Linked DNA regions of Sus scrofa: region 1 is linked to region 2. The links are chromatin contacts, called in public Hi-C maps. All regions are on one chromosome and are shown on one strand. The core of a region is the stretch at or near the end of the contact, and the rest is flanking DNA. Distances in the headings are between cores, read along the strand shown.

Region 1 (5,805 bases), core at 1,936-4,435, 360 kb after region 2:
TTGCAACTAAGCTTTGGGAAATATTTAGGGAAGGGCAGTGATTTTGAGTCCGTGTGTAGACAGCATATAAGGACCTAATGGTGATAAAGAGAGTGGACCCATTACTAGCACTGAGTCAGACCAGATATGTCAGTTGATCTTGAGTTCCTAGCCAGGGATCCATTCCCTGGAAGATATGAGGGGAGATTCCATGGCCTCTACAAAGGATCCTATTCTGCTCCAGTTATGGGGATGTAGTTTCCCCCTCCTTTTTTTTTAATGCTGTAGCCATAGCAACACCAGATCCAAGCTGTGTCTGAGATGCAACACCACAAATCAGGGCAATGGTGGATTCTGAACCCACTGAGTGGGGTCAGAGATTGAACCAGCATCCTCATGGATGCTAGGTGGGTTCGTTCCTGCTGAGCCACAATGGGAACTCCTTTTCCACCTTTTTTTTTTTACATGACCATTTTAAACAGTTCACTTGTCAACTACAGCTATATGTCCATCACCGTGATGAATACCATTATGACCACAAAATCAATAGAAGACACTCTCTAATGATGAGGAGCTTAATGTCTAGTTGGTAATTCCTATAGAAAGCAAACAAACAAGCAAAAAACCTAGAAACCAAAATAAGGGTGCATGATCATGTTATAGATTGTGTACAAATGTACCACATGGGACATTGAAGTATAAACAAAAGTTTCCCGAACCTTCGATTTCTCATATGTAGAAGGAAGAATTAATCCTCACTTCACAAGGCTGTTTGAAGATTAAAGGTTATAACTATTGTTATAGCGAAGAGCCAGGTACATTATATACTCTTAATAAATGTTAGTCAAAATATTAAAAAAAAAAAAGAGTGGAGATACAAAAAAGACTGGGAATAATGGATGCCACCCCACCTTAGGGCAGGTGGAAGGCTGTGATGGGCTGCAAGTGAAGGGATTGGAAAGGAAGAATTAAAAAGCCCTTTCCAGAGTTTCCTTGTGGCTCAGTGGGTTAAGGATCCAGCCCGGATTGCTGCTGTGGCACAGGTTGGATCCCTGGCCCAGGGAACTTCCACATGCTGTGGGTGTGGCCAAAACCAACCAACCAACCAACCAAAATCTTCTCCTTAGGATTAGGGGGAGGGCGCAGGGAAAGCAAACTCCCAAGATGTGTGCTCCTAAAAGGTCTCCACTTAGGGGAAAACTCTAAAACTTTCAATATAATCCATGCAAATATAAGTTTGGAAATGTAGCCCGTGTAATAAATGATTTGTCTTTAATAGAATTTGCAGCAGCACAGGTGTTTTTTTCTCTGACCCTGTGGCTGCATGTTCTTTTCCAAGACTTTTCCAGAAGCATTAGTTTGGGAATTCTCTTGATGACTGAGGAAATATTCTATAATTGAACTACTGAAGAGCTATGCTGTCTTCAAGGCCAGGGAAGAGGGCTGAGGAGAAATCCTGCCCCTTGTGGGGTTTGCGGGTGGAAGGGTTAAATGGAGAATTATAAGAAAGTCCCAATGCTAGTCTTGATTTTATTGTTGCGTGTGTTTTCACCTCCTGGTGCTCAACAAATATTTGTTCAGTGAACCAATAGCCATAAGGTCGACATTGTACTTGAGAGACAAAGAAATCTTGTTTCCTGGAGAAGCCAGCTGAATTAACTGCAGGTTGCTACAATCACCTCTCCTGGCTCCATTTTGTTTCAGCTGTGGGGGCATGAGAGACGCTAGTCCAAAGTTTTCCTTCAAGGCAGCAAGTGGAAATGTCTTCCCCGTGATAAATCTGTTATGACCAGGCTCTCGGCTTTTGGTGGGACTCAAACCACCATGTTCTGGTAGCCTCCGCTGTCCCTGGCCACCTCAGCTCCCACTACTCATGGCCTGGCAGAGGCATTAAAGGGTAGATGCAAGAATTTGACTGGTTTCTAATACAAGTTGTGCTGGGTTAAATTGGGCATTGCTTAATTGATTGGCGATTCCATTTGTTCATCTGTAGACTGGTAATAATTATATTTCCTGTCTCATCGGATGGCTTTTGAAGGTTGATTAAGATAATGCAGATACAATATGCAGGAAAGTATCTTGAACATAGTACTCAATAAATGTTAGCCATTATTACTGGAATTATAGTTATCTTTGATTAATAAGCATGGATAAAACATGCTTTTTATTTATTTTGCTTTTTAGGACTGTACCCGAGGCATACGAGAGCTGCAGCTGGTGGCCTATGCCACAGCCACAGCCACAGCCACAGCCACAGCAACTTGGGCTCCCCGCCAAGTCTTTGACCTACATCACAGCTCATGGCAACGCCAGATCCTTAATCCACGTAGTGAGGCCAGGGATTAAACCTTCATCCTCATGGATCTTAGTCAGGTTCATTACCACTGAGCCATGGCAGGAACTCCAAAACATACCTTTACATACTAGATATAACTTGACATTCTTTAAAAATATCTTTTATGTATAGGCAGTGAATGAAAGAGGGGAAGAGAGAAAAAATGAGAGAGAGATTGGTTTTTTTTTTTTGTTTTTTGTTTTTTGTCTTTTTAGGGCTGCACCCACGACATATGGAGGTTCCCAGGCTAGGTTAATCGGAGCTGTTGCTGCTGGCCTACGGCAGAGCCATGGCAATGCCAGATCCAAGCCGCATCTGCAACCTACACCACAGTTCACAGCAACGCCAGATCCTTAACCCACTGAGCGAGGCCAGGGATTGAACCTGCAACCTCATGGTTCCTAGTCGGATTCGTTTCTGCTGCGTCACGACGGGAACTCCCCAGAGATTGATTTTTGATGGTGAAAAGTTTGGAGCTGTCTAGGCCAATATACTGTTAGAACTGCAGATGATCTGTGAGGTGAAGTGACTTGCTCAAGTTAACACCAGTAATAATGGCAGAAACAAGTCTAAACAGTGTTTTTTGACTCTCAAGCCAGTGCCTTTTCCGCTCTACTCCATTTCCAGGTATGACTTGTCAGGTTTTCGCAAAACATCCCTAATTATGTCCTAATTCAACTTTGTTCAAGTGCCTTCTGCTCATCAAGAGCTTGGACCAGAATAGCAGTCCGCCCGGCCAGTAGATGGCGCCAAGGCACTGTCACTGGGGTGGGGGGAGGCTGAAGGGGGCGGGGCTCGTATGGAAAGAGGACCAGGCAAACTTTCTTTTAATTGGTCCAAGCGCCTAGGCCCATTGTCCAATCGGAAGCGCCTGCGTCATCACCTTACCCGGCTGGGCGGCCGCCCGCGGAAATTTGAAATGGGTGACGGGTTGCTGGCCGGTGGCGGCCTGGGGTCGGAGGCGATGGCGCCCGAGCGCACCCGCTGGTCAGCGGAGGAGCATCCGGCGCCTCTCGAGAAAGGTGAGTACCCGCCGAGTCAGGCCGGAGGAGCCGCTGCCTTCAGCGGACCGTGTCAGCGGCGGCCGGGGGTGGTGTCCAGACCCTCCGAGGGCGCTTGGGGCGTAGGCCTTCCGGACCCGGCTGGATTGGGTGGCGGCGGTGGCTGGGCGAGGCCCTGACTCACTCTCTGGACGTCGAAGTCGGACAGTACCCTTGGGCAGCTCCTGTCCTCCCTGCCCAATCTGGCCTCAGCTTCCTGGGGACCGGAGGGGGTTGGGTGGGGTTGCGAATTCCTACCCTGGCTGCCTGGGTGGGCCTCCTCGGGGCGTTTGTCTGTGCAGAATGGGCGCGTCTTTTTTATTTGCATCCTAAAGGAGATTATGAACTACACTCCCCTTTGGCGAAAGAGGAGAAATTTGTACGCTTGGCCTAGACAGCTGCACTCTACTTTAAAGGCAGATGACAGGCCCAGGGAGGGGAGCCAATTGGGGACAGTGTCTAAAGATAGAACCCAGGTCTGATTCTCACCTCTTACCTCTTCACGGAGATTCCACCCCACCCTCCACCCCCGATATTTTAAGCTGGTTCAGGTTTTGCTTCAGTATTTTCAGTTGTGTTGGTAGTGGAAGGAGTCCTGGAGAAAGAAGATATAAATGACTTGGAAAATTCCTCTACTAATCCCTCTTGTGGACTGTCAAAAGTCACTTGGCTTCAGTTTTCCCATCTGGAAAACAGGCAATGGTGCTATGGAGTGGTAAAGATGAAGTGAGATAATGTGTGAAAAGTGATACTTTCAAATTGGCTCTAAAGGATTGTGCTGTAGTAAGATATTTTTGTTGTTGTTAAGATACACATAACATAAAATTTACCATTTTAACTGTTTTTTAAGTGTACAGTTCATTGGTATTAAATACATCCAGATTGTTATGCAGCCATCACCACCATCCAGTCCCATAACTCTTTTCATCTTGTAAACTGAAACTATTCCTATTGAAAAATAACGCTCCAATCTCCCCTCCTCCCAGTCCCTGGCAACCACTTTATACTTTGTTTTTATGATTTTGGCTATTCTAAGTACCTCAATCAGTGGAATTACAGAATATTTTTCTTTCGGTGTCTGGATTATTTCCCCCAGCACAATGTTCATGCATATTCTAGCACTTGTCATAACTTCCTTTTTTTAAGGCTAAATTATTTTTCATCATATGTATATACCACATTTTACTTACCCATTCATCCATCAGTTACTTCTATGTGTTAGCTATTGTGGATAATGCTGCTGTGAACATGGATGTACAAATATCTCTTGGAGACTCTGTTTACAATCCTTTGGGTATATACCCAGAGGAGAATTGTTGGGTCATATGGTAATTGTATTTTTAAATTGCTAAGGAACCACCATACCAGTTTCCACAGAGGTAATACCATTTTACCTGCATACCAACAATGCATAAGGGTTTCTATTTCTCTACATCCTAGCCAACACTTGTTTTCCTGGTAGTTTTTCTTGGTTTTTTTTTTGGGGGGGGGATAATAACCACCTAATGGGTGTGAAGTGAAAGTATTATTTCTTTAACAAACATATCTGTATGTTATGTGAGGGGTATTGTTGTGGTTAACAACTAATTTGTTTAATTCACTTGATTGAAGTAGACATACGATTCTCACCTTCCCTTTTTAAAGGAGGTAACTGAGGCACAGAGATTGTCACACAGTAAGTAAGTAAGGTACTGATATCCTCGGAGGCTCAGGTGCATTGGTGTCTGTGAGCAGGAGACCCTTGTACACTTTGGTCATCTGTGGGGTCACATGATTCTGGTGGCCTGAACTGGGGCAAAGAATTGGAAGGAGGGAGGAAAGGAAAGAGAAATTAAAGGGGTGAGGGAAGAGAAAGACTGCTGCTAATAACAGCCTCAGACACCCTTCCTGGAACCGCTGGAAAGGACTTTGCCAGTCTAAATGCCACCCTCAGCATTGTTTATTTAATGGTCGTTTTGTCTATTAAAAACATCTTATTCCACAGAATTAGATATACCACTGGCCAAATAATGCCTTGTGAAACATAATTACATATAGCCCAGACCTAACACGATTAGCATTTTCTAATCCCTCCTTTAGCCACAGGCTTTGAAATTAGTGAGGAGGAACCTAGTAACTTTGGTGAAGTAAGCCTTATGCATTATTAAGACTCATGCATGTTTATTCAGGGGCAGTGACACGCTGATCTTATAGAAAATAAAGGGGGGGGTTCAATTTGAAAGGGAGTGTAGGAAATCACCTCCTTATTTTAATGCAGATTTGTGAAATTGTTTGGGGAGAGAAAATGACTGAAAGATATTTGACCATTGTAAGTTCTAGTAAGAATCATGGCTGAGTGATTTTCACTGAATTGAAAAACAACCCTCTTTCTTTGCCTCCCTGAGAAACCACATAGAACGGCAACAAAAACCTAACCCATGAAGGATTTTAAGTTCATATTGTTTTGAAGTA
Region 2 (5,239 bases), core at 2,371-4,870:
AAACACCAGAATCTACAAAAGCTGAGCGGTTCTTCCCTCAGGGCTGCTGTCAGGGAGAAACAGGGCCTCCCTGAGAGCACACAGACCAGGCTGGAGGAGAAAGGCCCCTTTCACACCCACTGAGCCCAGCGCCCCTCCTCCTTCAGGCTCTCTCCTGGGCATTCTCCTCCACTCCTACCACAACGCCAGAAGGTGGGACAAGTCACCTCATGGGCAAAACCCACAGCCATGTGTCCAGCCAAACAGCCGGGACTAGTTACAGTGCACCTGGTGACAGGATTTCAGGCCTTCAGATGAACAAAGAGGCACAAGGGCAGGGCAGGGGGAAACCCTAGGCCCCCCAGACCACCCCTCTCCTTTTATAGACTGAAGAAACCAAAGCCCAGAGGGGAGAGGAGATTCACCCCACGTCACTCTACTCCCTACAAATCCCCTCCAACCCCACCTCTAATCAAATAAGGCCCTTTAACGTAACATCTGTCCAGTTTTGTTTTGTTTTGTTTTGCTTTTCAGGGCTGCACCTTAGGGACACGGAGGTTCCCAGGCTAGGGGTCAAATCGGAGCTACAGCTCCTGGCCTACACCACAACCACAGCAATGCAGGATCTGAGCCGCCTCTGCGACCTATACCACAGCTCACAGCCTCGATGGATCCTTAACCCACTGAGCGAGGCCAGGGATCGAACTCACAACCTCATAGTTCCTAGTCAGATTTGTTTCCACTGCCCCACGAAGGGAACTCTCATCCATTCAGTTTTTTGATGACTAGAGTTCAAAACAGAGTAGGAAAACTGAAGCTGTGCAAAGCCAAGTCAAACCGAGAAAAAAAAAAAAAAAAAAAAAAAAAAGACTGGGGAAATATGGCTCTCTCAAAAGGGGCACTGTTTAAGCCAGCAAAAGGGAGAGGCTGTCTCTTGAGTATGAAAGGTTTGAGCGAGGCTATGCTGGCTTGAGGGTGGGGTGGGGGTGGTGGCTGCCAGCATCTAGAGTCAGGCAATTAAGACTGAGTGAGAAGAGAATGAGAAGGGATGAGTTTGAAGGAAAGCTTCAGAGAACACAGATGGACAGAGAGACGGTCTCAGCTTAGGGGTAGGACAGGGCAGTGGGGCATCTATCCTAGAACTCATAGGGTTTCAGCCCAAATGACTAAGAAATTGCCCACCTCAATCATGGAGCCATACCTTGTTCGGAAAACCTTCCTGGTTCCCCACTGCATTGCTAAACTTTGCACCGTCAAATCCGGCGCCCAGCATCCAAGACTCCAGCTGTCCTTTTCCGTCTCATTCACCTACCATCTCCCTCTCCCAGACACTGCTCTCCAAATGCACAGAACTTCCCAACCTTCTGTCTTTGCTTATGGCCCTGCTTTCACCTGGAATGCTCTCACATTTTCTTGGCCTGCTAAAAACCTCCACCAGTCTTTAAAGAATTGGGGAAACAGAGGCTCAGACCCAGAGAACAATGTGGCAATGAGCTCCCTGAAAGCAAACACAGTATCCTCTTCTGTCCTAATCATCCTCATACTTCACGGAGCCCACACCCAAGCTGCTATTTAACAAAAGGCAGAGATAGTCCCTGGAATCCCTATCAGCTCTGGAACCAGAGAAATCAGTTGTAAAGTGATAAACTGGACACAATTTAATCTGAGCTTTAACAGGGAGACTGATGTCTCAAGAAGGGTCAGCTCCAGTCTGCCAGATATCAACAAGGAGCAGAGGGGCAAAATCCTATTTTCTCTGCCTCTGGCCCACCTCTGGTCAGAGAGGCACAGAAACTGAGCCAACCTTCTGTGGGTCAAGCTTTAAACTTAGCCCTCCCTGCAAGAAGTTTGAAGGAGACACTGGACTCTGACTTGTCCAACTCAATGTATCGAGTCAGCAGAACTGGGTGTTCCAGTGAGGTCTCAGCAGGCCAGGAGCTCATCAAGCCCCCACAGTTCGTGTGTTAATGAGGCCAAATGTTGTGGTCCCGCTACTGTTTCCTCCCATGCATTCAAGGGACATTAAGTGACCAACTCACCGCCACGACATCTAGTTCGGATGCCTAGGAGAGTGAGATCAAGGAACTCTCCCCCTTTCTAGGTTAGAACTATCTTGAGGAAGCAGCTCAGTGACTATTTCATCAGTTCTTATAAATCTTAAGAGCGTTCACTTTTTTTTACATTACCCTTGAATTCCACCCCAGTTAGAACTCTCCCACACAAGGATCTCTTACGCCCACCCCAGCCATCTGGTTGCAGGGAGGCAGAAATCACTACTGGGTGTATGGTCACTTTACACACAGTTATGAACGCAAGTCAAGATCCCAGCCAGCTGGCCACCAGGAGGAAGTCCCAGGGCCACCCTACACAGGCCCCAAAGCCCCATGCTTCTGCTACCCATTGGGAGTGACTGTGTCCATAGAGAACAAGATATGACTGTCAGTCAAGGTTTCAGAGGAGGCCTAAGGGAAGGAACTGTGCAAGACGGGCCTCAACACCTCCACTTTTGTCAGGGAATCGTTACTGGCGGAATGACGCCAAAGGTCTCAGACAGAGAGAGAAAAAGCTTTGGAAGCAAATCCAAGTCTCCTCAGAGTCTTCCTCCCCTGGTACCCAGCATAACCTCTGAAATTCTCATTTCTTTCTTTACTGTCTGTTGTCCTCACCCACCTACCCCATCCCCCAATGGATCTTGGTTCCACGCGGGTAGGACAGCCACAGAGCAGGCAGTGCCTGGCACCAAGAGCAGCTCAATGATAATGGATGAATTCAGTTCAACAAGTGAACCGTGTTTGAGGGCCTTACTTTGTGCCAGGTGCCCGGCACCAGTGGGCGAAGGGATGGGAGTCGAGGGGGAGGGCGGGGGCGGGTAGGCATTCTCTTGTTTTAGCCAGGGTTGGCGGAATGAAGGTAGCCACGCGGGTGGGAGGAAGCCTAGCCGGCGGACCCCAGCAGGGAACAGCTGCTACTCTTCCAGCCTCCTCCGGCCCTCCCGCCCCACGGGCCCCGGCGCCTGTGCTCACCCGCTGCAGCTCGAGCTCGATCTCGCCAGCCTTGAGCACGATGGGTCCCCGCACCGCATACTCCACCGCCTTCACCTGAGGGTTCATGGACTCGAGGGTAAGGATGCGCTCACGCCGGCTCCGTTCCGGCCGCACCTTGAGCACTGCCGAGGCCTCGGCGGCCGCGCTGCTCTGACTACGGCCCCAGGGACCGAGGGTCCGGGGGCAGCAGCCCCGCCGGACCAGCGCCGCCGCTCGCTGCATCGCGCGCCCGCCCAGAGAAACCTTGGCACAAAAAAGGAAAGAGAACAAACACCTCGCGCACAGCCCAAGACGGGCACGCGGGCGCCCGCCCCCAAGCCCAGCCAAGGGCTCTTTCAGCGAGCGGTGCCAGCCTGGCTACGGAGACTGGTGCCCATCCCCCGGCAACTGGGACCCTGCACCGCGCTGCTACAGAGCCAAAGCACTGCACAACTGGGTTCTGCAAAGGCTGCGCCCAATGCATGCACGCAACGTGCCTGTAGCCCCTGGCCGCCCCTCGCGTCGTCCGACTAGAGCGCGCGCCCGGGGCTGCTCCTCGGTTCTGGCACCCGCTGCCGCATCCCAGCACCCGCACCGCCCGGCCCCCTGCGCTCTCACACCCACAGCGGGCGAGTCCAGGCCTGCCCGCTGGCTCCTGGGTCTTGTAGTTCCCCAGGCTAGTTTTGGAGCAGAGGTGGAGAGCCACGAAACTACAAATCCCACAGTGCACCGCGCTGGCCTGATCCGTGGCCGAGCCAGAGGCGGGAGCGGTGGTCTGGCTCTGCTGCGAGCTGGGCGGGCTCTTTGTCAGGCTGAGGGGATGGGGATCCGGGAGGGGGTCTGGTGGTGCTGTCCTCCCAGCCTTCTGCGAATTTCGAGCTATTTGCAGCTTCTCCCTAGAGGCGCGTCACGTATTCCCCCACTCACCTCCTCCCCCAACACCTGCAAGGACGCAGGCTGAGAGATGGTGCAGTCCTCGCCCCAAGTTTCATCATCCAGGGCCTGGCGGTGGCTGTGGTCGCTCAACATGGACTGGTAGGAAGTGGGGGTTAGGAGTTTGGGACTTGACTGTCACCCTTACCTCTCTCAACGTCGGTTTCCTTGTCGGCAAAACGGAGATCAGTTCACAGCCTCTAAGGGTGTGGTGAAAATTAAGGGACTAGCACGGAGTTCCCTTGTGGCTCAGCAGGCTAAGGATTCCACGTTGTCACTGTCGTGGCTTAGGTTAGCGCTGTGGCTCGGGTTTCATCCACGGCCCAGAACCTCCGCATACCGAGATGTGCCCTCCGCCGACCCCTGCAAAAACAAAAACAAAAAAAGACCCGCGGCTGATGTATACCAGGTGGTCAGGCTTTTCCTGACAGCTGCATTTGAAACTCCACCTATATCACCCCTTAATTTCCTTTCTAGCGTCAAAAATTTAGACACTTTTTACTGACTCCCCCATTAACCATGTAAGCCCCAGGCGGCAGGGACGGCGTTTTTCTTGTTCAGTGTATTCAGAGAATCTCTAAGTGTTCTCAGCACACAGTAAGCACTGGTAAACATTTTTTGAAAAATAAATGCTCAGCTCAAGGCAGCTATTCTTTTTGGCAGAGGTGTCTGTAGGCAAAGGCATCCTGGCTTATCCAGAGTGAGAACAGGGCAAGAGTAGGAATGGAGACACCTGTTCTGAGACACCGAAACTGACAGAGAGGATGTAGAAGTCACTTCCCCTCTCTGAGCCTTAGATTCTCTATCTGCAAAATAAGTTGAATTAGATGACCTCTGAAATCCCTCCTGGGCTTGGAAATTCTGTGTCCAGGTGGGTTTAGGCAGATAAACAGGCTCTCACCCCAACACACACACACATTAGATTTGTGAAAATAGAGGGGGCTTAAAACACACAGCAGTAGGAGTTCCTGTCGTGGCACAGCGAAAACAAATCTGACTAGGAGCCGTGAGGTTGCAGTTTGATCCCTGCCCTTGCTCAGTGGGTTAAGGATCCGGATTGCTGTGAGCTGTGGTGTAGGTCGCAGACGCAGCTCAGATCTGGCATTGTTATGGCTCTGGTGTAGGCCAACAGCTACAGCTCCAACTGGACCCCTAGCCTGGGAACCTCCATATGCCACGGGTGCGGCTCCAAAAAGACAAAATAAATTAAACACACACACACACACACACACAGCAGTGTAAGGGAGAAGGTACTACTAGAAAATCTGGATTTGAATGTAAGTGCATATAGCCACTTACCACTT

What was found. Hi-C and Micro-C count contacts between places; a contact is called where the count stands out from the background.
Region 1: a contact with region 2 is called in a Hi-C map of subcutaneous adipose tissue, with 2.1 times the contacts expected there. The contact joins the promoter of SHCBP1 here to the promoter of GPT2 in region 2. A contact is called at or near these places in 1 of 5 promoter capture datasets (fetal skeletal muscle) and 5 of 47 Hi-C or Micro-C datasets (embryonic fibroblasts, epiblast stem cells, fetal skeletal muscle and 2 more).

What each region holds. Positions count from the first base shown.
Region 1 is chr6:38,026,684-38,032,488 of Sscrofa11.1, forward strand. It overlaps SHCBP1 (SHC SH2 domain-binding protein 1), which reads left to right and starts at 3,186. Exons shown (of 13, transcript XM_021094249.1): 1 at 3,186-3,336. The coding sequence starts at 3,234.
Region 2 is chr6:37,666,075-37,671,313 of Sscrofa11.1, forward strand. GPT2 (alanine aminotransferase 2) reads right to left here and starts at 3,621. Exons shown (of 12, transcript XM_003126995.4): 1 at 3,500-3,621; 2 at 3,003-3,266. The coding sequence starts at 3,245.